Linked DNA regions of Mus musculus: regions 1, 2, 3, 4, 6 and 7 are each linked to region 5. Evidence: chromatin contacts called from public promoter capture Hi-C and targeted proximity ligation data. All regions are on one chromosome and are shown on one strand. The core of a region is the stretch at or near the end of the contact, and the rest is flanking DNA. Distances in the headings are between cores, read along the strand shown.

Region 1 (3,869 bases), core at 300-2,799, 1.9 Mb before region 5:
TCCCACCAACCAGAGCACCCTCTATGCCTGTCCATGTATCAGACAGAAATGATACAGGATAAGACGAACTTGCCTGGCTCTTAGGGTTAATAATCTGGGTCAAATGTGGAAACCTAGGGGGAACCATAGCAGTACAGGAAAGTTTGCTGGGGATTTTCCCTAGGGCCAAGTCCTTTTTTCCTCTCAGAAGTCAAAACCAGTGAAGACAAACCAGACCAACAGTGATGTCACACATAGAAACGATGATAGCAACAGCTGAGGCAGAGAATCCGGCAGCTGGGATCTACAGAACAACTTAATAGCTAAGCCAAAGGGGGCTCTGAAAGGGGCGTGAGGTGCCATCGAAGTGGTAAATGGTAGGGTGCCTGTGGAAGCTGGTGGAGTTCCACTTCAGATAGGCAAGGGTAGGGTGCCCACCAGAAAGCCCCAAGGAGCTTTTCGTGTGTGGCACAGTGATGCCAGGGAGACAGGTGGTGGGAGATCTGCAGGAACTGCAAGAGATCGCAGAACCCACGTGCTGGGCGGTAAGCTCTTCCTCCAGGGCAGCCCCTCTGAGCGCCCCTGGGAAGATGTGGCCGTGGGCCAGGCCACCCGCTGACAACGTGTACCCTTGCTATAAGCATCACGCACACACGATCACCACTCCCTCATCACCCCTTAGTGGTAGAGGACTAAGACAAACTTAGGGAAAATGATTGGGTTTGGAAAGACACGCCTCCCGCCTGTCGCCTGCGGCCTCCCGCCTCCCCGGCCTGTGCACACATGCGCAGATACCAAAGCATAACCCTGAGCCACCGGTGGCTCCAAGGTCCACCGGGTGCAGAGAGCAAGAGACACTGAGAAAACCCCCAACCCCAAAGCAACGTGTGCAGAAACGGAGGGGGTCCCGCACCACCAAGGAAGAAAGCCAGGCAGTTGAGACCAATTGGCATGTGCTGGGGTTCCCTAGCCAGAGGGTCAGCCTATTCCCATAGTACAAGATTCCTTGGAGCCGCGATCTCCATCTCCCAGATTCCTTAGCCAGAGCAGTCCCCAGCCAGGGCCACCCAACTGGCACAAACTACTGTCTCTTTGTCCAGACCCCTGGTGTGCCCTCGCCACAGAGGCTACAGGTCCAGCAGCTGCCCTATGCTAGTGTCTTCCAGCTCCACGCAGTGGCGCTAGAAGGCTGGGCCGCTGAAAGGCACCGGGCTCTTACCTCTCCGCAGAGTAGTGCCCTGGCGCCTTCCTCCCGGTATAGCCTCGGGCTGAAGACCCCAGCAACGGGATCAAGATGTAGGCGACATGGAGCAACAGTCTAGCCCACATGACTGGCAGCAGAGGTCCTGGACTCTACTGGGCTCAGGTCCCGCACCGGGGAGGGGGCTACCGACCTTGTCCCTCCTCCTGGAAGCGATCTGGTTCCCCCACAGCTGGCAGGGACTGAGGACGACGAGAAGAGGGCTGGTGGTTAGGGGAGGACTGCCTAGGCGGGTGGGGGTGGGGGTCCTTGCACCTTGGAAAGAAACACACAAAAGGAGCGCCGCCCGCCGGTGCCTCTCCGGGAGGCGTGGAGCCTGGGGCGGGAGCAAAGATCAGGGACCCCGAGGGCGGGGTTTCACCCTCGGCCCACACCCCCAGCCTGGGTTTGGGAGTCGCTTTCCACAGAATGACTGAAGGCTTCGAACCAAGTTGGAAAGAAACTTCAGGAACAAGGTTTTTGAGTTTCCATAGAATCCAATCTGAATTCTCAGTAGGTGAGACTTGTGGACACTCAAACCCAGGGCACTGAAGCGAGGCAGTTTTGACTCTCCCCAAGCCCACTAGATGGTAAGGATAGTGTATTGGTGGTTTAGTCTGCTTCCTTGCCAAAGGACATTAGCCTGTTTTGAACCCACAAGCTACCTGCTGGGAGTCAAATGGTTGAGTGGACAGCTTCCTAGCTCACCTGGGAGGTAAGAAAGCAGTGCGCAGGTGGCAAGGGAGCTAGGGGCGCAGAACTAGAAGGTTCAGTGTTTGGGCTCAGGCTTCGAAGTTGGCTCAGGCTAGAAGAGGTTTAGGCTGAAGAATGTAGAGCAAAATGATAGAACTGAGAAAGATCTAGTTGGGAGGAAGCGAAAAGAAGGCTCGAGTTTTACCTTGTTCTGGTAGCAAGCCCCGCCTAACCCTACCCAGTCTGGATTAGTCAAGCGTCTGTGTAAAGACTTCTAGGAATAAGAAAAATTGGCTGAACTAGTTTTTAAAAACTGTACTTCCCAAGCACGACTAAATCCTTCGCTTCTGCCTCGTGCTGATCCCAAGATCATTGGCATTGGTGACCACAGATAAACTGTGCACAGATGACCTGGATGCTAGCTGCCTTCTCACAGACACTTTCCTTTTAGTTTCTGAGCAAACGTTAACTCGGGTGTTTGATGCTTGTTGGTCCCCCGACCCTTAATTTGCAGTAAGAGGAAAAGTTCAAGTACTTTTGGATGTTGTGGTGCCATGGCTAATTGTTATTTTCAACTTGAATGGATATAGAAGCTCCTAGGCAATAAACCTTTGTGTGTGTCAGAGCTGTTTCCAGAAGGATTTAACTGAGTTGTGAAGACCCATCCTAAATGTGAGTGGCATTGTCACATGGGCCGGACCAAATACAAAGACCATAAAGTGAGTGCTAACATTCATCTGGCTCTCTATGCTTCCCCTGCCAAGATGGCTGCACCTGTGAGCCAGATAAACCATTCCTTCCTTGCTTGCTTGCTTTTATGGAGGTTATTCTGCCATAACAACTAGCTGTTGGCATAACAACTGGCCAGCCATCTTTCTACCTTAACCCACGTGGCTGAACCGAGACTTACATTTGGACCTGTATCTCATCTTGTTTGGGCCCATTCTATTATCTAGTCAAGCTCACAGCAAGCATAGTGCCAAAGATGAATGTGACTTCTCTGTACCTACACATCGAGTCCTAAGGACCTTCAGACTCCTTAGGGCAGCTTTCTTGCCTGGAAAAGGCAGAGGCTGCGCTTGCTACTGTCACAAGACAGGTGTTCTTCCTTCCCATCCCTGGGAAGCTATCTCTGAAACCACTACACACAGGATAAATCCCCTTACTACAGCCCTCATGGCTCATGACATTTGTTGTTTATCACCCAGCATACCTCTCCACTTCCGTTCACTGCTGTAGCCCCACACTCTCCTCTGCAGAACTCACTCGCTAGCAGGTGGAAGATCAAAACCCTCATTGCCCTACTGTAGATTTCTAGATATAGAAAGTAGGAAATTCGGACTGGAGGACCCTTACACCCTTTTCTTTTCTTTTCTTTTCTTTTTTTTTTTTTTTTTTTTTTTTTTTTTTTTTGGTTTTTCGAGACAGGGTTTCTCTGTGTACTTTGGCTGTCCTAGAACTCACTCTGTAGACCAGGCTGGCCTCGAACTCAGAAATCCGCCTGCCTCTGCCTCCCAAGTGCTGGGACTAAAGGCAAGCGCCACCACTGCACGGCCCTTACACCCTTTTCTGAGCCAGCCCAGCATTCCATCTCCCTACAGTGTCTTCAGTCCTCTGGCATCTACCTTCCCATCAAAGCAGCTGTTGGTCCTTTAGTTTCATTTGCTCTTCCTTGCCCTGTTCGGTCCTGGGGCTTCAGTTGAGTCTTTCCTATATGAGCCGTCCATCTTCCAGGACTAATGTTTGTTCATTTGGTGCTTCCTCCCCATTTCTGTGACTTCACAAGAGACCTTTCACTGAATAAAGGATCCAAGATGTTCCATAGGAGAAACAGTATGAACCAATCAGTACCCCGAGAGCTCCCAGGGACTAAACCACCAACCAGAGTACACATGGAGAGACTCAAGGCTCCAGCTGTATATGTAGCAGAGGATGGCCTTGTGGGACATCAATGAGA
Region 2 (3,827 bases), core at 1,217-3,716, 1.8 Mb after region 5:
AGAGTCTCACTGTATAGCCCAAGATGACCTTGGATCTTGGTATCTTCCTGAGTGTTGGGGTTACACACAGTATGCCAAGCACTGTTTGAGATGTGTATGTGTCCATCCTCTGTCCCGTCCGTTTCCACCTTCATCAAGCAATGAGTACTGATAAGAACCCAGTATTCAGGAAGCTGTGAATTCAAAGCTAGCCCGGTCTAGATACCAAGTTCCAGGATAGTTAGGTCCACACTGTGGGAACATGTCTAAACAAACAAGAGTGATACAGATATAACAATTGATTTATATTAAACTTGTTACATAAGCATAGGACTTCTTGTACTGTGACCTTTGCATGGCACAACTGCCATAAGAGACTGTTCTGGACTGAGGAACATAGCTTACTGGTAGAGTTCTTTCGTAGTTTATACAATGCCCTGCATTCAGTTCCCAACAATACACTTTCAGAGGGCACACAATTCTCACAAGAGGGAATTCCTATGAATGACTCCAAGTCTCACACAGCGGGACAGTTGGTTCTGGATCTCAGCCGGGTGGGATTCTAAAGCCTAGGGCTGAAACCAGTGTCCCCTATGACCTTTGATGCAGGGTGTAGCTGCAGCTATTCCCTGAACCCCACTCCCACCATGACCCAGGAGCCTGACCAAGACCGATTTCTCTCTTCATTTCTCCAGCATCGTCTACTTCAGAATCACTAATATTCAGCCTATGGAAGCCACATCGAACCTACTGGACAGAGCAGCAGAACAGGGTTGGAGGATACTACTGGGGAGACTACTGGGGTTGAGTAGTGGGCAGCAGCAGATGGGCAGGTTTCAGGAAAGTGGGGCAGGCAAGCTGGGGAGGTCATGTGGGGACCACTTCAGCTTTCCATGGAACTGGTTGAGTCTCTTGTTGCTTTTCCAGCTGCCTCTGCCTCTGATGGAGCTCATGGAGACTGAAGTTCTGGATATTCTCAAAAAAGCCCTCATCAGTGAGCACTCCACCCCCACCCCCACCCCAGCTTCCACAAAAGATCCTGGTGGCTTTGGCAGGGCTTGGGGCTGTGGAGTTTCAGGATATGTAGTCTTGTCAGATCCCCTTAGCACTCACAAGGATGCCCTAAAAATTAAAAGTCAAGAGAGTAGGCACAGGCCGACTCAATGGAGTGAGTGACTCAGAGGACTTAAAATAAGCCCCTTTCTAGCAAGTCTGTTTTCTCTGCTTGTTCAGTGGAGTGACAGCCTTTGGGTAGCTTTGCTTCACTCCCAGGTGTGGGAGCTGTGACACATCGGGATTTTTTTTGGGTAAATGTACTGGATATTGGATTATCTGCGTAACCTTCTGCTCATGGTATATGAGCACATAGAGGGAAGAAAGGGCCAGATAACTAGTTAGAGTGAGCGGCTCAGGAGGAGGTTGGGTCTCACTGCCTCTGTTCAGGCTTGCAGCAACTTCTTCAGCCTTCTTCCCCTCCATTCTTCACATCGCACCTAGGAGACCCAAAATTCCCCAAACTAACACAGATCCAAATCCAGCACTAAATGCCACCTCAAATCACCTGTGGTTCCTCAAATGGGGGAAGCCCTTTGCTGCTGTTCATGGCCCTGAGCTCAGCTCTTCCCTCTCCCTAGCATATAGGTCCACGATTGGCAGGAACCACTTCATGACTAAAGAGCTGCAGGGATACATCGAAGGGATCAGGAAGCGCAGGAACAAGAGGCTGTACTTTTTGGATCAGTGAACCTCCAGCTCAAGTGGCCGACGAGACGTCCGCTCCGTGTCCTTTCCGGTCCCTCGAACCCAAGCTCAACCTCATCTGCATGGAATTTGAATCCTAGAGAAATTAAAGAGTCTATGCATGGTCCCAGAGTCAGTGCGTGGCTGCTTGCGTGAGGCGGACGCACGTGGCCCCGCCTTTCCCCGTGACCTTCATTCGGTCACCGCAGTGACCTTGAGTTTTGTCCGCTCGTGTCTCACCTCTGCCTTTGAGGAACTCGCAAACCAGGGCTACTTGCATGTTTTAGGTCTGCTTCTCCACTTGAGGGTCCTCAGGGGTGCTGATCTACCAAATCTGTCAAGTGTCCCATCAACATAATGGGGTGGGGTGGGGAGCAGCACCCTGTTAGGCCCCACCCCTTATGCATATGCAGTTACATAAACCCGCCTTTCATTTACATACACGTTCAACGCCCTCACAGAGTGAGTTCACTGAACAGCTACGCCCACTCTTATAAGGCAGAGCACCGCCCTCCTTCGTGATGCAAGGGTGCTCCGGCTTCTCTCCCGCACCAGTTCCTAGTCTTCGCTCCTCCCCTAGGTTCAGGCCCCGCCCACAGGAGGCCGCGCACGCGTGTGTATCGACAAGGCCTGCCCGCTGTCCTCCGGGTACGCAGGCGCCGCCGCCTCCCTCGGATATTAGCATAGGGCACCTGGCCCCACCCCCTGTTTTGCATGCGCAGGCCGGCCCCGCCTCCGCTGTCAGCTGGAGGAAGCGGAGTAGGAAGCAGCCGCGATGTCCTTTTGTGTCCTACAAGCAGCCAGCGGCGCCGCCGAGTGAGGGGGGACGCAGCGCGGCGGGGCGGTGCGGCCGGAGGAGGCGGCCCCCGCTCACCCCGGCGCTCCGGGCCGCTCGGCCCCCATGCCTGCCCGCCAGCCCTGCCGGAGCCCAAGGTCCGGGGGCGGAGGGGAAGGCGGCCGCGGGGGTGGGCGGGCGCGGCGGGGGCCATGTGCAAGCGCGGGCGGGGGGCGGGCTGCGGGCGGGGTCGCGCCTGGTGCGTCGGCCGGGTCAGGACTGGCTTCAGGTCCTGGCCTCCAGTTAGCCTCGGGCCTTGGAGCGAGTCCCCGGGCAGCGTTCAGATCGATCCTTGAGCATTGCGGGAGTCCTCGGGGTGGGCTGGAATTGAAAGGGTCCCTTGAGGCCACGTGGGGGCGCTTGCAGGGGCTTTGGGCCACCCTCCTCTCTGGGTCATAGGTCATCGTAGCGCGAGGGAGAACTTCTTCCTTGTCGCCTCTTCTTACTTCCTGATAACCTGATAGAAGTCCCCCGCGGGCAATGGGGGGAGGGGAGATTAGTAACTTCAGGCAACTTCCCATAGGTGTGCGCAGGTTAATGGGGGGTGGGGGGCGGCCCTGGAGGTCGCGAGAGGTGGTGAACTCTGCGGTAGCTGGAGTGTAAGAATGAACCTTGCAGGTTTGGGGTGCAAAAGAGGTGGAGCCGCGCCCTGCACGGCGTGGCTGGACTGGGCTTGCTAAAGCTGGAGGGGGTGGCGTGTCAGAGGTGAGAGACTCCCTTACAAGAGTGTGGTGAGGGATTAGAAGACTTGAGTGTGAGTTTGCTTATTGAGTGTGCTCTTTTGCTGGGAGTATGTGAGAACTTGGGACTGGTTAAAGGCCATGTGTGAGTGGAAGGTTCCCAGGAGAGTGTGAGCATGTGTGGACATGTGGAAACTCCTGAGAGAGTGGCCATATCCTTTGCCTCCGCCCCCCTTGGCCCCCCTTAGCCCCCTCCCGGTTCCTCAGTATGCTCTTGAATACTTGAGAGTACCTCCTGGAGTACATCTGGAGAAAACTGAGGAGAGGATCATGCTTATGCTCGGGGTTGAGAGTTGCCTGCAGGTTGAGGTTAGCCTGCTTCCTGGCTTGGGTGGGAGCTAGACTTGCCAAGCCGCTCCCAGGTTCCCAAGAGGAAGACCTGCTGTCAGTTACTGGCCTCAGAGGCTCTGGAGACTCTGTTCCCATGGCGACAGCTGGGGGCCCTCTTCATGGGCAGCCCTTCCTTGGACTCTGCCTCCTCCTTCTCCTTGGCTGAGCCTGGAAGCCTGGCTTAGTCCCAGTGTTGCCCAACC
Region 3 (4,119 bases), core at 1,306-3,805, 1.8 Mb before region 5:
CACCCAACATGCCAGGAACCCAAACATGAGCACATTGTCGTTCCATCGTCCGTCCCCCACCCCCACGCTGTGAGTGAATTTTTCACTTTCCCTTGGAATATCAAAACAATTCAAGCCATGTGGGCGTTCTCCATTTCTCTGATTACACAGAGTGACACCCTGACAGTTAACTGCTGCTCATCACTGCATCATGACAGCAGTCCTTGCAGGAAAAACTGATCAGCCTGAAGCAGCCACCTCACCTGGACATTGCCATGGGCTCTTGTAATGATGTCAATGCTTTCGCCACTCTGCTTATACTCCAAGATACAGGCATTGTATTTAGCAGTCAAGATGAACAGCAGGTCTTTGCTCTCCCCCTGGAATATTATCAAGAGATTCTTTCAAAAGCAGGAACAACCTGTTCAGCCTTAACACCATTCTTTAAGTATTCTAAGCTTTTAAAGAATCTTCCAAGTTCTACTCGCCACACAGAGGAAATACTAAGCGAGCCTGTAACATGTACTAAGCTCGCACAAGACCCTAAGGGGATGTACAAAAGGCCAGGACTGAGGCTGGTAAGCATCTAGGCCTTGCAATTTCAGCTCTCTTTCTCTCTGCTCTACAAGCAAAGTCCTCTATAATTCACCTCATTCTATTCAAGATTTGAGAAGAGAATGAAATGTTTCTCCTTCACCTATGTATGTGGAGAGAAAGTAATCTGTAGTAATAACAAGCAAAGCTACAATAGATCTTTACTAACAGTCCTCAAAAACATTCATGGTTTTTTGGGGTTTTTTTGTTTTGGATACAGTTGAATTACAATTGTTCTAATAGTAATGAAACTGTTAAGCTAACAGGATGTGCTTACTCTGTGAAAATCAATCATTTTATCTTCACAGTACTCTACGGGAGAGGGCACCGTTACGCCCATTTGTAAACGGGGAAATCAAGGCTTTCAAAGGTGCTTTACATGAGATGACTAAGAAATGAAGCTAGGATTAACACTACAACCTCTGCGGCATTAACCCACAAGCTCCTTCAGGTTCTCTTCCCTAATAACTCTCTCCTTCTGGGATTCTGGTTACAGACTGCCATTCCCAAAGAGTTTCTACTTAAGCCTTCACCCATCCCATTTAAACTCTGCACCCAAGGGTTCCTTCAGGGCCCGTCCCTTACCTTGGGCCTGAAGAGCTCCATGACTGCAATCTTCCCGTACATTCCCACCTCTTTGACTGGCCGAAGACCCTCCGCAGTGACCACATAGATCTCTAATCTTGTGTTTTTAGCAATCAACAGGTTCAGATCTTCCGCTGAAGTAAAGTGTCCTGAAAGAAGAGAGCCTCTAACTTTGGAAGCTGGAGGATAGGCCTTTCAGGTACCTCTAAATAAATCTACCTAAGGACCTCGCCTCCTCACCAAATGAAGCACCTCAATGTCTTGCTTCACACACTCAACAAAGCTATAGTCTTAATCAGACTTTTAAAAATGTACTGTCGACTGGGCAACAACAGCCTGGCCTTCAACAAACTATGACCACGAAAATTCTTCGGATGGTTGTTGGGTTTTCCTTTCTAAATTACAACAGCAGACTGTAATTGACGCTAATGGAGAAAGCCTGTGTTTCCTTGAGTTCCCATCCAGAAAGATAAAGCGAAGAAAATTTCCCAGAGCCTTCAGTGTTGTCCTTTTATCTCCCAAGCAATCTACCAACACCACCCAGCCCTCTGTAGCTCTCTCTGAACAAGAAACTTTTGTTCTGAAATGATTAGCATTTACGTAAATACACGAATTTAAGTAGCTGAAAATATGAGTTCAAGATGAATGTTCTTTGGTTTGGGATGTAACTGCCGATAAAGAGCCACGCACACAAACAAGGCAAAGCTCGCACACTGACGGGCCAACCAAACCTTGTTCTCCAGCAGCGCCCTGGAGTAAACAACAGCCCCAGGCAAAAGGGTGGGTCTGGAGAGGGCCGGGGGGGGGGGGGTGCAGACATTGCTCAAATTCCTCAACCTCCTGGACATCCACCGGAAAATTATGAACTCAAAACTTGCCCCATTATCATCTCCCCTTTCCCCTGACCACATGGGGCAAGTTTGAAGACTCAATCAACCACGCACACAACTCACACTTCGCTCTCCGTCCCATCAGGCCTGGACCAATCCTCAATAACAAGTGACCTCCTATGAGCAAAAAAGGACCCAGAATAGCTGCTTCCGCTGCCCAAAAGGCGCGTGGTGGGAACAGCTCCTTTGAGATCGCGAGCTAAGGGGGACGTTCCGCGACTGCCAGCGCCTTCCATTCCCGGAGCCCAAGTTTTTGCTCCCGCCGCCCCTGGGGCCGCTGGCCTCCCTAGGCCTGGGATCCCTCCCTTGCCCGGGTCTCCGGCCGGGGCAATCTCACCGGTCACACAGCCGTTCACTGCAGTAGGCTTCTGCGCCGTTACGACGTAGTTGTACGACATATTGAGGCCTTGGGTTGGCCCGTGGGGCGCCTAGAGCGACGATAGAGAGACGGGCGCGAGCGAAGAGACTGAGAACCCCCACCCTCACGCAGCCAACTCCGTGGCTGCTGCCTCCGCCCCTGAGACACGTTGCAGGCCAGAGAGGCCAGGCGCAGAGGATCACGGGACGGCCTCACCTGGCCTCTTGGAGGACTTACGGAGCCCGAGGCGGCCAACCAAGCGAGGCCCCGCCCCCTGAGGTCCCGCCTTCTCCTAACCGCCAGAGGTCGCAGTACCCGGATGAGAGCGAGAGTACCGGTACGCAGGCAGAACTGGCCTCCTCTTTGGTCTGCTACGCCCTAAGTGGCCGCCTGCTGGCTTCCCAGCCCAGATCCGCGCCCCTTCCTCAGATTCTGCCTCCTTCCTTCCTCCATAGCTCCAGGCGTCCTCGGGGTTTTCCCTCTTTTAAAACAGGAAGGGCTGCGGAGGACTAGACTGGGGATAAGAGGTGACCATCTGTGCACATCCCAGAGTAGAATCGTGCTTTCCTTTGCTTAATTCTTCGAGCTCCTCCTGATCCCTCGAATGCCCTCAACTGACTTTAGAACAATCATCCCAGCCTCACACATCACCTGGGGGTGTGTTTGCTCACCTCTTTTAATTTCTCCAGAAACGAAAGGACTCTCCACTAAATTACTTGATAGCACTATTAGTGCCTCTACTGCGATACAAATTCTAAGCTCAAATACAACGCAGGAATTTCACAGGAAGAGCCTAAACACCCAGGTGACTAGTGCAATCAGCCCCGCAGATGCAGGTCCCAGGCTTCATCAGACAGCCTCCATGTCCCCAACCCCAAAGGAGGAGCAGCAGAAGCCTAGTCCTGAAGCATCTCCAGAATGCCGGAGGAGGAGAGCTAACTCCCTATTTTACAAATGAGGCAGAGATCAGTGTAGCTAGGTTTGAACCAGGTGGAACTGAAGATGATTTGTACCTCCCCAGCTGGCACTCGACTTGACTCTGGGAAACTGGTTGACTAAGGGGAAACATTAGGCTTTGTAGCAAGACTAGACATGGGCTCAAGTCCTAACTCTCAGCAACACAATCTTAGACAACTCACTAGAGCTTTCAGTCTGTGTTCCAGAAGTAAAATAGGATCACAGAGCTGACTCACTACTAGTGTGGCCAGCCAGAAAGGTAAAGGTCTTTGTACATTTTCTCCTTCCCAGCTTTAAGCTGGACATGATTCCAAACACTGCCTTCTGGCTAAGTGGGGGTGTGAACTTTGGTCAGTCCCCACGCTCCTCTCCATTCCTAGCCCACGAACTAGAGTTTGGACTTGGATCAAAGTCTGAGGCAGCTCCCTAATTCTTAAGGCACAGGCACGGGAGGCATGACATTGCCAATCGGCTGCCCATACCTTCAGCAACTCAAGTCCTTTCCACTCCTGCAGGTGCTGCTGTCTCTACTTCAGACCTGGTAGCAGTCAGGACCGTCCACCCGGCGGCATCTCAGAGCAGAAGTGTGAGCTCAGCTTGTTTCAGAACTTTCCCACCATGGTGAGTCCTGTGGGAGCCACAATAGAGGGACGACCATGGGGAACCCCACTCTGGACACCCGGACTCTCTCTAGTCCCCATCTGAGACGATGCTGCCTCTTGGGGTTCAGAAGACAAGAATTTCATTTTGTATCTC
Region 4 (4,064 bases), core at 1,491-3,990, 1.8 Mb before region 5:
AGTATTATAACTTCACACTTGTTACTATTATAGTATTTGAGAGAAAGAAAGTGTGTGTGTGTGTATGCGCGCGCGCGCGTGTGAAGGTATGCCAAGTGATGCATACGCAGGAATCCACAGAAAAGGTTGTTGAGTTCTCTGGAGTCAAGAGTTACAGTCAGCTGTTTACCACTCAACTTGAGTGCAGGAAACCAAATCTAGGTCCTGTGAAGGAGCAGCAAACTTTCTTAACCACTGAGCCATCTCTTTAGCTCCTATTATAGGATTTTATCCTAGCCGCTAACAAGACCTCCAGCCAGCTAGGCTAGGTGGAATTCACGCCACTGGCTACTTGAGAGGCTGAATCGGGTGAGACCAGCTCCCCCAACAAACAAAACCCTGAAGCTCATTGTCCCCATGCCTGCCCAGGCCTCTCAGTAGCCTTGATTACATCTCATGACATGCCAGATAGTCATCCAACCTGCAGCAGATGCTGGGCTCTCGTGGGTGACTCTAGTTAGTAGCAATCTCTGAGAAAGAGCTGAGGGCTAGGAGGTTTATCACCCAGCCTCAGAGCTGCCTCCTTGATTCATGCAAGAGCAAAAAAGGTTTGGGATTACCAAGTGTCCACTGCCTAACACAACCTCCACTCTTCCAGTCACCTGACAGCGTTGGCTTCTGCAGTTTATTTTTTTACAAAAGGAAAAAGGAGACAATGGTCCCTTTGCCCATAGTCCACTCTCAGCCCTTAAGAGTGAGTTCTCTACAATGTTCTCTCTGAACACTGTCTACTTCATTTCTGGATCGTGCCCCACCTTCACCTTGTAATAAACTCTACATATTTTCTATCTTGAAGCTTAAAACTGGGAGTGGTGGTACACGCCTATAATCCCAGCATTCCAGAGGTAAAAAGCTGAAGAATCAGAAGTTCAAGGCCAACCTCTGCTACATGTTTGTAGTTGAGCATAAGCCCAGGCTAAATAAGACCCTAGCCAAAAAATAAAAAATAAAAATAAAGGCAGGGGTGTGGGGGTGGAAGGCTTGGCCATTAAGAAGTTAAGAGAGTACATACTGGTCTTGCAGCACACCACAGCTGAGTTCCCAGCACCTACATCAGCTCACAGCTCCAAGGGACCAAATACCTACTTCTGGCCTTCACAGGAACCTGCATACACATAACATTCACATACAGACACATTTGATGAAAAGGAAAGGCAAAACATTCCAAACCAACCCGCATCACTCCAGTTACAAGTCCTGGACTAGCACTTTGCCACAGGCTTAGAACAGATGGGACACTTTTCTGACAGAAGGCCGGAAAGTTAGTTACATTGCTGTCTACAGTTCACAAATAAGCCCTCTCTTTTCCTAAAATAGCAAAAGCAAGGAAAAGAACGCAGGCAAAGGCTGAGACTACGCTCTCACTTGCACTGAGAGAGCAGTTTGTACTAAGACACCAGACATGCTCACCACTGCCGGGTCTCCTGTCCTTGCTTGGCTGAGCCCCATGCTCAAGGAGGGAGTCCACAGACTCTTTAGGCTGTTTGGGCTTGAAGCCTCTGTCACAACTATATTCATTCTTGGCTGGTGTAATATAAGAGTAGCCAGGAAGGGTATCTCAACAAATGAGCATGGCTGTGCCTCGTTAACACCACAGACACTGATGTCTAAGTTTTACATGATTTTCACATTTCACACAATATGATCCCTCTGCCCCAATAGTTTAAATATGTAAAAGCCACTCAGGGTTAGATGTATGGGGTGTAGTTTATCTACCTTGATTTAAGAAGTGTACCGAACCTCTATTTAATGTTTTCCTCAATTCACTGGCTAAAGGATTCTCATAGGCTGAGCTAAAACAGAATCAGTCCCTGGGTTAAGAAGTGAACCTTCCATTACTCTCAGGAAAAGGCTGTACTCCAAACACAGTTACTTTTAGAAGTTAGAGCTACAAACAAAAAGACCAAAGGGCAGAGTTAGTTGTTTCCTCCTCAAAGACGGAGGGACACTAAGAATTCTGGGGACCAGATTTAGAGTGCAAATCCTATAAACCTGCATCTTACAATTCAAAAGTACTGCAGCGCCGGGATCCAAAGAAGAGTAACTCGGTCAGGCAAATGGCAAGCCTGGTACAGGCACCCAGTTCCTGTGTTCAGTTCCCAGAACTCATTTCCAAAGGCAGCCCCTCCAAACGGCAGGACTCAGGAGTGAGTGACAAATAATATTCCACTCAGGAGTGTGAATAAAGTCCACCTTAGCACAAGTGCTCACAGACCGGTCCTTCGTCCTTCGGACAGTCAGATTTACTCCAGGTGCAAGGGGGGTATGACGGTGACTCCTTTAGTCAGGTTGGTTCTAGCAAGTCTTAGATGAGACGCCTTTTGAAAAGCGTGAGAGCCTCTACGAACACCACCTGCGGTATGGAAGGGGCACGGAAAAGTGTCCAATTCTTACGAGGAAAAATAGGCTGAACGCCGAGGTAAGACAGAGCGAAGCAAGGAAGCGGCGGAACCACCACTGGAACCCATAACCCGGCTCTCCCAGCCCGGGTTCTATCCCACCCTTAGCCACACAGTGGGACACCTTGGGGGCAGGTCTCTGGGACCCGCCGGTCAGCGAGAGCTGCCACTCCCTAGGCTCCTCTTGAACCTCGGAGAACTGACTTTCCAGCAAGTCTGCAGACCACGGCATCCGCTACAGAGGGCGCTAAGTGAGATTTTTATAGGCTCGGCCACTTCCGGGGGTGAGCTGGGGCGTCTGGGAAATGGGGTTTGCAAGCTAAGGGGCGCGTTCCTGAGCGGTCCGATTCCTAGGAGCGCTGCGTCCTATCAGCCTTGTCTCTAACCACAGACCCCGTCCAGAGACAGGTGAAATGCTGGGGTTAACAACCTCACGCTAGGGTCGGCCCTCAGCGAGGCAAGATAGAAGAACCGGTCACAGGGAGAGCCTGAGAAAGCAAAGACCCTAACATGGCGGGCAATTAGCAATCTACTTCCGGAATTTAAAGCCAGCTTCCGGAAGCCGAGCGAGTGTTCCCATGACAACCGACGTCGGTTCCTTGAGGTGCGTGTAGATGCTGGGGATCATAGAGTGGCTGGAAGTCAGAATTTTGTGTTGCTATTGCTTTTGCTATGAGTCTTTTGCCGAGGCCTTTCGGTCTGTGAGCGGATTGGGACTGGTGAGGAAAACCGTGTTAAACTGGAGGGTGCTCGACCGCGTAGCCAGAGCGAGGGGCGTTTCTGCCTAACGGATGCCCTTGGTAGAGCCTTACCAAGTGGTGCGTTTGACTCTACTCATTTGCGAGCTGGAGGAAATGACTCTATTTATGCGTCCTTGCCTATAGCCAGGGGATAATTCTTTCCTACCTTGCAGATTGTTATGAGGATTAAAGTAAATTCTCTTGGTTAACAAGATTATCATGGCGCTGGTACCTAGAGAGATATTGTGTGAAAACTCAAGCCCAGAGAAGTTACATTCATATATTTAAAGAGAGAGAGAGAGAGAGAGAGAGAGAGAGAGAGAGAAAGAAAAGAAAAGAAAACCACGGGGCTTTTCCACCGCGGAAGGTGGACGGGTTCCGGACCCCTCAGAACCTTTGCAAAATGAGGGTTATATGCACTAAAATGGCTGCTTTTCAAGTCCAGGGATCAAGTAAAGTTATAAATATGCTCCCCTCACTTGCTGCCTCAGTGTTTCTGTCATAACCTTTATAAAGTTCCTCTAGGAGAGTACTTTGTCTTCTCAACTCCTTCTGTATGTGACACTGTCCATTTCTATGAGGACATATTTCTCACCTACTTAGATAGCACTCTATAAATTATGAAATAGGCTGGTTGTATAGTGCCTCTTAGAATACCACTCTGCCACCTACCAGCTGTGGAATCTTGGTCTAATTAGTTACCTTTGCTGAGCCTCAGTTTTCTCATCTAGGAATTGAGGGAAATAAGAATTGATTTTCTACCTTATGAGGTTATTATAAGATTTTAATAACATCTGTGATTGAAACAGTTCCTAGAGTGTTGCATGAAATATATAAGGGTTTTATTTACTACCATTACTACTATTATGTGACCAGGCTGTCACTG
Region 5 (3,657 bases), core at 799-3,298:
CCTACATACTGCTGAAGTGAGACACAGGGATACGCTAAGATTAAGCAACTGTAGCTTAAGCGTGTTCACCATGTAATATGTGCTTGGCTGTACTTCATTCACAAGCTCAAAGTAGCTATGGGGCTTGTCACCTTAGTCTGATCAATGTTGTGTGGGTAGGACTGGATTGGAGCCGGCTTCCCACCTCATACTCCTGTTCTCTTTCACAGACCTCTTCTTGGGTGAATCTGATATTGTGGTGTCTGGCTTTGCTGCTCCAGGCCATGCAGTGCAAGTTTAAAGCCACATCATACCAGCCCCAAGAGAGGGGTGACCAAGAGTGGAGCTCTGAGACAGATGCTCTTGTTGGGCACCACCAGTCTCACTCCTGAAGAATACTCAAGTGCTTTCTACAACCAGAACCTCCATGCCCCAGTGCTTTTAATCCTCTTGTCTCTGTACAGCCCTGTTTATATTAGAAACCTCAGTTTTCTCCTTAAACTTTTTTGTACCAAAATAATATATTACTTTTCTTCATCATGGCATGGATTTCTTGATGTTAAATAGATGAGAGAGAGGACAGAATGATGGCTTAAGTAGGCATGTATCAAGCCTTTTGGAAGAGATTTATTGGCTGTTAGTGAATTCTGGGCACCTTTTTATTGTCCTGGTAGTCTCCTCATCCCTAAGGGTTTTGCATCGTCTGAGAAGGGTAAGCCATTTTTCACAGGCTCCGGTAGGCACCCACAGTGTTATCAAAGAGTTGAGTGTTGGGAAAGTGTCCAGCTTTGTCCAAAAGGAAGTAGAAGCGCCGGCCTTTGACTTTCAGAGGCAGCATAGCAGGAACTTCACCTCTGTGAGCCATGCAGGAAATCTGGTTCAAGGGAACTGTGAAACAGGTACCCAAGCCAAAGGGGGCATAGGTGGTCAATGTCACCTGCTGCCCTCCTGCAAGGAGCATGACAGACCGCACAGATCGGAGTGAGTAGAGGAGACCAGCACCAAGGACCAAGACTCCTGCAGGGAGGCAAAGTGGGGTAAAAGGTTATACAGACACCCCCACCCCCACCCCTTAGAGTCAAATTACTGTAATGGAAGTAACAGTTTTGAGCAATTACACTCTAAAACTCTAAAAGGTTCCTAAATCCTTTTTTTTTTTTTTTTTTTTAAGAAAGGTAGCTAGGCAGTGGTGGTGCACGCAATCACTAGGGAGGCAGAAACAGTTGAATCTCTGACCCAGCCTGGTCTACAGAGTGAGTTCCAGGGCAGCCAGAGCTGAGAAACCGTGTCTTGAAAAAACAGACAGGGTCTATTATTCCATGCTGGCTGCAAGCTTGCTATATGTTCAATAACTTTTAATTTGTGATCTTCTGTCCAAATCCAGATTACATCTGGATGCCATCATATATGTTAGGCAGTGTTGGGTTCTAAACCCTAGACCTCATGCATACTAGGCAAGCAGTCTTAGAAACCAAACTGAGCCACGTCCCCCACCCCATCGACATTTTTATAGATAGCCAGCTCTATTGTTAAACGGAGAAAATGCATTTGTGGCTTCAAAAACCTGCTCGTGGCTAGTATGAGGGGCAGATCTTGGCCTACTGTATGCAGGGTGAGGGTGCAAGGCATTCAGGGACTTTATTACACCGCACCCATATCGTGTGTCCCACTTACTTTTTTGGAAGCCCCTTTTTGCTAAGTGAGCGTTGTGCTCACAGCCCCACAGCAATCTGGAGCCCAAGCGCTTACCCATCGTGCCGCAACCAACAGCCAGCCCGTAGCGCCAGAGTGCGGAGCGCAGGTCCTGGTAGCTCCGGTTCGGAGCCTCCGCAGGTACTCGGCTCAGAGGTCTGGACAAGGCTGCAACAGCCAGGGAGGTCCAGAAGATGCCCTGACCCGCACAAAACAGTCCAAGGATGGCAAAGAAGCGGCCCCGCTCGTGCCGGAAGAGCAGCACATCCCGTGGGACGCCATTTTGCAAATACCGGGGCACATTTTGGGACCGCAGCACAGACAAAAGGTGGCTGACATTCCGCAGCGGCACAGACGCCACCATGGCGGCGCACTTCCGTCTCCGGGGCGGGACTTCCTATCACGGCGAACTTGCCCACCCCTCCTGCATTGAGGGAAACAAGCCAGTAATGGGACACAAACTACAATATCACTCTTTATCTTAAAAAGTAAAGGGAATCCTGGGGTTAAGTACACAGAGCACCTAAGTCCTTCGGGTAGTTTAGTGTCAGCTCTACAAAGTAAGCTTTGGCTTCCTGGCACCATGAGGCTCAATCTTCCGGAAGTCTTCTCTAAGTCTTCCAGAAGGTAGGTGAGGAGGATGAAGCAGCCCTTCCTCCTCAGTCACAGTTACAGGGTGGCCTCGGGCTGGACAGGAGACGGCAGATGACAGCCAGACAATATTATCCAGGGGCTATTTACAAGGGGACTTTTCTTGTGATCATTTCATAAACGCTACTTCTGGAATCTCTCCCTTGGCCTGCAGAAAGATAAAATGTAAGTAGAACCAGGCACCTCTCTCCCACCTTCCCTGCCCAGCTACTGTAGACTCCCTGGCTGTCCTGGCATTCTCTATGTAGACCAGGCTAGCCTCAAACTCAGAGATCTGGCTCCCTCCTTCCTCCCAAATGCTGGATTAAAAGGCAAGTATCACCACACCCAGCCTTCATCTGACCCTTGTTAAAGGCTCAAGAGATCCATTTTTAGCAATAAAAAAAATTCCCATACTTTACCTTGAGAAGAGTGAAGGCCTGAGCAGATCTGGTGTAGTCCCAGTTATTGTCTTGAAGGCACCTAGAGTATGATTAAAATAGGAAGCCACATAAGAACCAAAATGCAGTCAGTCACCAAAATCCAACCTATAGAAAAAGTCACCAATGTTTTTCATTAAGTTTACACAGGGTCACACCACTTGTACAAATGAAACATAAAATGTTTACCAAAAACAACCAACGTGTAGTTTTACACTGGTAGGGAAGGATTTACACGGTTTAAAAACTATGTTCCAGCTGGGCAAGGCTTTTAATCCTATCACTCTGGAGAAGCTGAAGCAGGGAGGTATCTGTTTGAGGTAAACCTGGACTACAAAGTGACTTCCAAGCAGCGAAGGCACAAGTGAGACCCTGACTCAAATATAGAACCATATATAAAAAGACTTTGGTACTAGGTATGCACCTATAGTTCTAGCTCCCTTGGAATGCTCAGGCTCACTGGAATCTAGGACTTGGTAAGGAGTTGAGCCGGGTGTGGTGGCACATGCCTTTAATCCCAGCACTCGGGAGGCAGAGGCAGGGGGATTTCTGAGTTCGAGGCCAGCCTGGTCTACAGAGTGAGTTCCAGGACAGCCAGAGCTATACAGAGAAACCCTGTCTCGAAAAAACAAAAAACAAAACAAACAAAAGCCAAAGATGGCGTGGTGGCACACACCTTTAATCCCGGCAGGCGGATCTCTGAGTTCGAGGCCAGCCTGGTTTACAAAGTGAGTTCCAGGACAGCCAGGGAAAACAGAGAAACTGTCTCAAAAAAAACCCAACCAACCAACAACAAAACTTGGCAGCCAGGTCTGCTGGCTCATGCCTTTAATGCCTTCAAGGCCAGACAAGAGTACATAGTAAGACCGTGTTTGAAAAGGGCTCAGTGGCAGCGACTGTGCAGCATATGTGAAGT
Region 6 (3,723 bases), core at 480-2,979, 1.7 Mb after region 5:
ACGGAATTTGATCCCCAGAACCCATGCAAAGGCCTAAAAGCTAGCCGCAGCACACTGGCATCTCTAATCCCATTAAGCCCGGCGGAAATGGCAAGCGGAGATCAGACTCTCCAGAGGCTCAAGGACCAGCGCCCCTGACTCCCCGCTTGGCACAGAAAGGAAGAAAATAGCGTCTGTCCAGCAGCTGAGGAACCTCAGGTCCCATCAGCTTTCCCAGGTTAGGCTGGTTTTCAGGGTCACCAAGGAAAAGGGAGCTACGGGGAGAAGGGCTGGAATGTAGAAATAGACGCAGACGGTACACTACGTGTGGTACTGCCCCAACTCTCCTCCTCTCCCTGGGTTGCTGCTCTCCATGGGTAAGCAGGACTCTAAGGAAGAACACTAACTCCCTCTGCTGGAATTCTGGACGAGCCCCGCAACTCCCGGCCAAGGTTGAGGGAGTGGCAAGTTCTGATTGCTCCCAAAGAAGACTGTCAAGTGCTTTAGGATCCTGGGCAGACTTGCAACAAGGGAGAGCTCTCTTTTCTAAAAAGGAACCAATCTGAGGTTACCTTCAACCCCGCTTGACCCAGCCCCCATGGTCACGCCCACTAGCAGCCCAGCCAATGGCCTTAGCCGCTCATTGGGAGGAGGATCGGCCCGGAATAATAAGGGAAGCACTGGCGCTGAAAGGCAGGGGCAGCTGGACTGCCACTCAGGGCTATTTGGGGCTCTGCACTTTGCATTCCAGTTAGCGACTAGGTCGTCCGGGACCCGTGGCCCCTTCCTGGCATGCCCGTCCAGGAGGAGAAATACTTTCATTCTTGAGGGAGTCAGTGATTCTCACAAGCCCACGCCCGATGTCAGCCTGCTCTCCAAGTTCTATGATCCCAGTCCCTCAAGAAGGAGCAAAGTGCTGGCAAGGGGCCAGAAGCCAGCAGGAGGGCAAAACGGGCACCTACCATACTCCCAGAGAGGCCCCCGAGCTGCCATTCTTGGGGCTACCTGACCCTACCTGATAGGCCAAGCTTCTACACTTTGCCTTTGCACACTCCCAGCCTGACCTTGGGGAAGTGAACTCTGGCCCTAAGCCTCAGTTTCCCTCCTGTGCATGCATGGAGGAAGGTGGCAGATCCCAGAGGATCTGGGGGTGTGGGGGGTGTGGACTACCTGGGACCATTGCTGAGGTAAGGCCGCCTTCCCCACTCGTTTAGTCAAGGGGTAACCTGGTGTAGGAGCTGGGTATGGATGTGGGCTAAAGGGGTTCCCGAGTGTCTCAGTTGCTCGTGGAGTGCCTTTCGGCCGGGGAGACCCACGCCCTGCGCTCACACTTACATTTGGCCTCCTTCCAGTCGGTGGAGGTGCTCAGGTCCACCTTCGCGGCCATGGCCAGGGGGGCCCAGGTGCGCACCCAGGCTCCACGCCCCGCCGCCCCCCACGCCCCAACTCCCGCCGAGAGCCACGCGCAGTAGCCGTGCTCGCCCAGTGCCACCAGGGGACCGCACGCACTGCCACGGGGCCGCGGGCCACCCGCCGAGCGGCCGGGCCAGGGGCGCAGGGAGACCAGCAGCTGCCCCGCCGCGCGCAGCTGTGCCAGGCGGCCGGACACTTGGCTCTGCAGCGACATGAGCAGGCGGTGCCGGGCGGCTCCCCGCCCACTCGGACTCTATTTACGGTGCTCCGGAGAGTCGCGCTCGGTCCCTTATTTACTCTGGGACGAGAGTGGCGCGTGCCAGCCCGTGGCGACCTGCTTAGAGACCGCGGGCGGCGCGCCGCTGGGCACCCTGGAACTTGTAGTTCCGTCCCGGCCCACTGCGCTCACGCACTGGTAGCACACACGTGCGCACCCAGCCTGTCTGTGTCCTCCCGAGTGTGGCTGCAGCCAACCTTCCGAAGCTCGGTGATTCGACAAGGCACTCCGTGCGTGGGTTTTCCCGCCAAGTCGGCTTCTAGTTCTTTCCGCCTAGTTGCCGTGGCTCATAAGTAAACTCGGTCCTATCGCGTGTTTTGTAGGCATAGAGAGACCTGGACTTGTGTTGGTGCCTCCGCATCACCCAGCTCTGCTTCTGATCCACAGCAGCTGCACGTTCCAGCCTGCCAAGGTGGGGCGGGGGTGATAGGTGCCGCGGACCTATGTGTTAGGGTGGGGCAACTTTTCTGAAGAGCTCGACCTCCCTTAAGCTCCAAGAGCCAAGCAGCGCCGACTGAATTCCACAGCAGCTCACAAGACATTAGTGAGATTTGACAGGAAGAAACCTAGGTGTCAAATAGGCATGGTAAGGCATACTTACAATCCAGCATTCCAGAGGGTGAGGGCGGAGGATCTTAGGAAAGTTTAGGATCAGCCTGACTTACAAGGCAGCCACATAGCAAGACCCTGTCTCAGTCAATAGGTCAGTCTAACAATCAATATAAAAAAGAGCCGGGCAGTGGTGGCGTATGCCTTTAATCCCAGCACTTGGGAGGCAGAGGCAAGCTGATTTCTGAGTTCGAGGCTAGCCTGGTCTACAGAGAGTTCCAGACAGCCAGAGCTACACAGAGAAACCCTGTCTTCAAAAACCAAAAACCAAAAAAAAAAAGGAGAAAAGGAGAGAGAATATGGATCTATAAATGTGGGTGTATAGAAACACTAGAGTAGTGACCTAAGAAGGATAATTTTTTTCTTCTTTATTTTTCTCCTTTTCTTTTGTTGTTGTTGTTGTTGTTGTTGTTGTTTTTTTTTTTTCTTCTCGAGACAGAGTTTCTCTTTGTAGCCCTGGCTGTCCTGGAACTCACTCTGCAGACCAGGCTGGCCTCAAACTCAGAAATCTGCTTGCCTCTGCCTCCCAAGTGCTGGGATTAAAGGCGTGCGCCACCACTGCCCGGCTAATTTTTTTTTTCCTCATATTCCATAATGACATATGCCTGTAACCTGTTCCCGGTTAGCCACTACTTCATATTCAGTTCCACACCAGCCTGGCCTACCTGAGAGCTGGTTGTCAGAGCTACCCAGTGAGACTCTACATTTTTATTTAAAAAGAAAGCGGGGGTGGGGGAGGGATTTAAATCCCGGGGCTGGAGAGATGACTCAGCAGTTAAGATCCCTGACTGCTGTTCCAGAGGACCAGAATTCTATTTCCAGCCCTCACATGGTGGCTCAAAAATCTTCTGTAACTCCAGTTCCAAGGGATGCCACGCCCTCTTCTGGCCTTGCATGGAGTAGTGCACAGCCACACAGGCTGGAAAACACCCAAACACATTAAAAAAAATTTTAGAAATTGTTACTGTGAACCTTAATATCTGAGCCATCTCTCCAGGCCTTGCTCCCTAAACTTTACAAATAAAGATTTAGTTCCTGGGAAACAAAACAAAAAGGAGAGAGAGCAAAGCGAACGACCCTCCTATTGAAACCTCACCACCAACCTGGCAACGTAAACAATGCAGATTTCTCAGCTTATTTCTGAGACAAGAATCTGACGTGAGTCACCAGAATTGCATGCCTCTGGCTTCATCCCTTCCTGGAAGCTCTAAGGGAGCTTGTCCCAGGATTTTCCAGAGGTCACGGGCCCTTCCTGTAGATCCTCCAGCAGCCTGGCAGTGAGCCCAGGCTGCTCCTGTCTTTCATGTGGTGTGGACCATGCTCTCTGGTTCTCCATCTACCATTTCCCAGGCTGTGGTTACGCCGGGCCCCGTCAGCATCCAGGAGACAGTCAGTACTTGCCCACAATCAGCTGGTTTATAGCCGCCGTTTCCCTTTGCCAGAGG
Region 7 (3,518 bases), core at 590-3,089, 1.8 Mb before region 5:
GGGTCCTAAAAGCCCTTGTACTTCTAGTCAATGGTGCATGGCCCTGAGAGGCCTTGATATTGAGTACTTAGGCAATTAAGTAGGTCAAATTACCACAGTGAAATTTTCTTCCTCTGTAGAGGTAGAGGGCTCAGTTTTGTTTTTCTTTTTCTTTTTTTTTTTTTTTAAGATTTATTTATTTATGTATGTGAGTACACTGTAGCTGTCTTCAGACACACCAGAAGAGGCCATCAGATCCTATCACAGATAGTTGTGAGCCACCATGTGGTTTCTGGGAATTGAACTCAGGACCTCAGGAAGAGCAGTCAGTGCTCTTAACCACTGAGCCGTCTCTCCAGCCTGGGGCTGAGTTTTATTTGTGGCTTACTAAAGAAAAGTGTGTAAGAGCACGGCTATAGATAAAGCCCAGTGGGGAGTGTTTGCTTAGCAGCCCCAAGCTTTGGGTTAGACCCCAGAGGGCAGGAGACCCAGCTGCATATTCTAAGGTTCCTGCAGGTTACTGACTTAGTCTGTGTCCACTTTTGGTACCTATGCTGTTGTGGCATCCTGACATGAAACAGCATCATTTTCTTAACCAACCAGGTGATATTAAGGCTATAGATTATATCATCTCTGTTGACAATGGGTAAACTTTTCACTGTAGCATGAGAACTATATGTGTATACAATATCAAAATGTTTAGGCAGAGTGATTTAAGACCCATAATTTACAAAAACAAGCAACTGGTCCACCCTCCTTTCCTCTGAGACTCAGAGCAGGGGTGTGTATGAAGGTAGTTCAGATGGGGTGCAGGGACCAGGGCTTTCTCCATCACCTCACCTTGCCGTGGTCCTTTAGTGGGAACTTAGAATTCCATTTAAGACCTGCCAGAACATTGTGACACCCACTTGAAACCCCTGTACTGGACGGGAAGCAGAGGCAGGAGAATTTGAGGCCTGCCTAGCCTACATAGGAGACCTGTCTAGCCAAACTAAACCAGACCTGAATAAGGCAGTGGAAGGCACAAGCAGAAGTGAAGGAGGAAGGAGAGCAGAGGTGGAGGTGGGGAGTGATGGAGGGAGGCTTCTACTTAAATTATTCTCCCGGAGTGAGGACCTGCTTTGAGAAGCAACAATTACTGCCTTTATCCACACTCCTACTAGGTAGGGAAATAGCACTTTCATTACAGGTTACTTACTCTCTCCCGTTATTTGTTGACTGACTGCCATACTCTAAGGGCTGACAGCTGGAGTCTTTTCAGAAATCTTACTCTTTCACCCCCTGCCTGCAACAACACGCTCTTGCTTCAAATTGCGGCCAGGGTTCGTTCATAGCGCAAGCTTGTTGGAAACATTTCTCAATTTCCAACTGGCCAGACGCTGTCTCCTTTCAACACCCTTGCACTCTTTGGGTCGCAGGAGAATCTCATTATAGCACCGCTGTTTTCCCTTGTACTCCTAGAAAGGACATTCTATCTTCAACGGTTTTGGTGTTTACATAGGCTCCAGGTAAGCCTTTTGCACGACAGTGGCATGGGGTGTTTTTAAAAAAAACACATGCAGTAGAAAAGAGAATGGTGGGCGCAGGGCCGATCCTCCAACTACTCGGCCACACCGGGCCACTAACGACCTACGCCATGACGCCGGGGATGGAGAGAGTTCAGCTGGAGAAGTGTTCTGGTCTCTCTGCCGTCGTTTAAAACCCCATCCTCCCCCTAGACCACTGTAGGTGGTTGACGGCTGGCGCTGTTCTGTGCATGGGCGCGGCCGGTGGGGTAACCATAGAGTAGCACCGGCAGGCAGAGCGGCCAGAAGACCGGGCGGCTCGGTGCCGCGCTTCCGGCAGCGCCGCATTGCTCCGGGCGCTGCAGTGTACGCAGTTTCCATGGGGACTGAACATGGCGCCGCGAGGTGAGACTCTGGAGGTGTGTGTCTCTGCCCCTTATCCCACGGGTACCTGCCAGCCCCCTCCACCTCTCTGTCTCCAGAGCTCGACCTAATCCTCCATTTCTAAAAGTCGGGGTCTTACTCTTCACTTGTCTAAATCGGGCTTGGGTTGTTCTGATCACCCCGAGTGCCTGCATGGGTACTCGAATACCGTACTCTTAAAAATCCCCGGCTGGCCCTATTCTGGGATGGCTCAGTTATGAATCCTCCCGCCTTGGACAGAATTAGTTTCTGTGCCTCAATTTCCCCCTCAGAAGTGACAGGGTTGAATATTTGAGGTGCCTCTCAGCTGTGATTATAGCTGAATTGTCAGAGAAGTAGATGTCAAAGTGATTCCTGAGAAAGGAGATTGAAGGCAGTTCCTGCCACACCAACACTCACGTCATTAGCAATCAGAAGTTTCTCCCTCATTCACAATAATCTTGTGATTTCTCCGGATTACAAAGAACCTTCACACAGAACAGAGTAGAGCTCTAGCTGCCCTGCCCATTCTTTGTTTTGCTTTCTTTCAGATAAAAGATTGTCCTCAACCCCCCTGGAAGTCCTGTTCTTTCTGAATGGGTGGTACTATGCTACCTATTTCCTGCTGGAGCTCCTTATTTTCCTGTACAAAGGTAAGCCTGGGCCTATCTGCCTCTGCCCCAGCAACCCTTTTCCACTTTAGCATACTCCAAGAACCTTCTATCTTCTGGTCCTAGCGGCATCTCCATTGCAAGGCAGAAGTCTCTCCAACTAATGGCTTTAGAATGATCAAATAGGATGTCTTTCAGCAAGACTTGAGTTTGAGAAATGTGGGTTTCTCCATCCCAACTCTTTCCCCATCTCTCTTTACTAAAATATTCAGATCTGTGTACCATTATAATTCAGTCATTTGGCAGAGTCAGGACTTGGAAACTTAAAGCCTGTAGCTGTAACAATCTATACCTTGCTGATTTGTGAGATGTTAAGACTGGTTGGTATCCTTGTCCCGGGTTTGTGGCCGTCCATCCTTGTGGGGCCGTGGGGCTGACCGTTAGCTAGGTGGTGTGTGCATACTCTGGCTTTCCCTCCTGTAGGGCTCCTGTTGCCGTACCCAACAGCCAACTTAGTCCTGGATGTGGTGATGCTGCTGCTCTATCTTGGCATTGAAGTCATACGATTGTTTTTCGGTGAGTGTTGTTCAGAAAATATTTCCATTGCTTATGAGACATGCTGGAGCCTGTAACTTGATTAACAAGACAAAGAACCTAGGCTCACTATCAGAGTGGATCTGGTAATGTATATACCATTGCTTCTTCCCTGAGGCTTCAAGCTGCCGCTTCATATTCTAGGTCAAGGTTTACCTGTGTGTTTGTGAGTGAGGCTAGAAGCGGGCAGTAGCACTGATCTTAGACCAGTCCTCCCAGCTGCCTGAGTGCCACAAGAGTGCCTGCGTCTTCTCCTTGCTCTGAGAGAGGAAAGCAGTACATTCCTAAAGAGCTCAAGATCCCCTCCGCTTCTCTAAACAAGGATTTCTCTAGAAGTTCCTAGACACCAGAGAACAGAGCAAAACTGCTGATTACTTAGAATATATCATCCTAGTGCGAAAATACAAACCTAAGGGAGAGAATGGTA

The links. Promoter capture Hi-C pulls out the DNA fragments that hold promoters and counts their contacts.
Region 1: a targeted proximity ligation map of embryonic forebrain shows a contact between it and region 5, with 6 times the contacts expected there. A contact is called at or near these places in 3 of 39 promoter capture datasets (the 3T3-L1 cell line, cranial neural crest and hippocampal neurons) and 2 of 130 datasets of targeted methods (embryonic forebrain and pancreatic cancer cells).
Region 2: a promoter capture Hi-C map of the C10 cell line shows a contact between it and region 5, with 5 times the contacts expected there. A contact is called at or near these places in 1 of 39 promoter capture datasets (the C10 cell line), 1 of 484 Hi-C or Micro-C datasets (B cells) and 1 of 130 datasets of targeted methods (pancreatic cancer cells).
Region 3: a contact with region 5 is called in a targeted proximity ligation map of embryonic stem cells, with 3 times the contacts expected there. A contact is called at or near these places in 9 of 39 promoter capture datasets (the 3T3-L1 cell line, the SN4741 cell line, cranial neural crest and 5 more), 1 of 484 Hi-C or Micro-C datasets (B cells), 3 of 130 datasets of targeted methods (the NIH/3T3 cell line, astrocytes and embryonic stem cells) and 3 of 9 other capture datasets (adipose tissue, liver and pancreatic islet).
Region 4: a targeted proximity ligation map of astrocytes shows a contact between it and region 5, with 4 times the contacts expected there. A contact is called at or near these places in 2 of 39 promoter capture datasets (cranial neural crest and hippocampal neurons), 1 of 484 Hi-C or Micro-C datasets (B cells), 4 of 130 datasets of targeted methods (astrocytes, embryonic forebrain, pancreatic cancer cells and 1 more) and 1 of 9 other capture datasets (adipose tissue).
Region 6: a promoter capture Hi-C map of cranial neural crest shows a contact between it and region 5. A contact is called at or near these places in 8 of 39 promoter capture datasets (the C10 cell line, HPC-7-derived erythroid cells, cranial neural crest and 4 more) and 1 of 130 datasets of targeted methods (pancreatic cancer cells).
Region 7: a targeted proximity ligation map of astrocytes shows a contact between it and region 5, with 4 times the contacts expected there. A contact is called at or near these places in 5 of 39 promoter capture datasets (the 3T3-L1 cell line, the C10 cell line, cranial neural crest and 2 more), 1 of 484 Hi-C or Micro-C datasets (B cells), 2 of 130 datasets of targeted methods (astrocytes and pancreatic cancer cells) and 1 of 9 other capture datasets (adipose tissue).

The regions. Positions count from the first base shown.
Region 1 is chr19:10,631,913-10,635,781 of GRCm38.p6, reverse strand. It overlaps Vwce (von Willebrand factor C and EGF domains), which reads right to left and starts at 1,549. Exons shown (of 20, transcript NM_027913.2): 1 at 1,199-1,549. The coding sequence starts at 1,308.
Region 2 is chr19:6,920,447-6,924,273 of GRCm38.p6, reverse strand. Esrra (estrogen related receptor, alpha) reads left to right here and starts at 2,466. Exons shown (of 7, transcript NM_007953.2): 1 at 2,466-2,652. It overlaps Catsperz (cation channel sperm associated auxiliary subunit zeta), which reads left to right. Exons shown (of 5, transcript NM_001039494.2): 3 at 675-751; 4 at 907-973; 5 at 1,614-1,848. The coding sequence ends at 1,723.
Region 3 is chr19:10,604,033-10,608,151 of GRCm38.p6, reverse strand. Ddb1 (damage specific DNA binding protein 1) reads right to left here and starts at 2,555. Exons shown (of 27, transcript NM_015735.2): 1 at 2,386-2,555; 2 at 1,159-1,307; 3 at 243-359. The coding sequence starts at 2,446. Tkfc (triokinase, FMN cyclase) reads left to right here and starts at 3,894. Exons shown (of 17, transcript NM_145496.1): 1 at 3,894-3,984. The coding sequence starts at 3,982.
Region 4 is chr19:10,576,062-10,580,125 of GRCm38.p6, reverse strand. Tmem138 (transmembrane protein 138) reads left to right here and starts at 2,740. Exons shown (of 5, transcript NM_028411.4): 1 at 2,740-3,042. It overlaps Cyb561a3 (cytochrome b561 family, member A3), which reads right to left and starts at 2,969. Exons shown (of 8, transcript NM_201351.2): 1 at 2,043-2,969; 2 at 1,052-1,144.
Region 5 is chr19:8,769,387-8,773,043 of GRCm38.p6, reverse strand. It overlaps Tmem223 (transmembrane protein 223), which reads right to left and starts at 2,048. Exons shown (of 2, transcript NM_025791.1): 1 at 1,729-2,048; 2 at 569-996. The coding sequence starts at 2,035. The coding sequence ends at 704. It overlaps Nxf1 (nuclear RNA export factor 1), which reads right to left. Exons shown (of 21, transcript NM_016813.2): 20 at 2,724-2,784; 21 at 2,134-2,470. The coding sequence ends at 2,432. It overlaps Tmem179b (transmembrane protein 179B), which reads left to right. Exons shown (of 5, transcript NM_026325.3): 4 at 1-16; 5 at 210-522. The coding sequence ends at 371.
Region 6 is chr19:7,054,774-7,058,496 of GRCm38.p6, reverse strand. It overlaps Macrod1 (mono-ADP ribosylhydrolase 1), which reads right to left and starts at 1,729. Exons shown (of 11, transcript NM_134147.4): 1 at 1,315-1,729. The coding sequence starts at 1,606.
Region 7 is chr19:10,554,084-10,557,601 of GRCm38.p6, reverse strand. Tmem216 (transmembrane protein 216) reads left to right here and starts at 1,839. Exons shown (of 5, transcript NM_001277860.1): 1 at 1,839-1,889; 2 at 2,438-2,539; 3 at 2,981-3,073. The coding sequence starts at 1,877.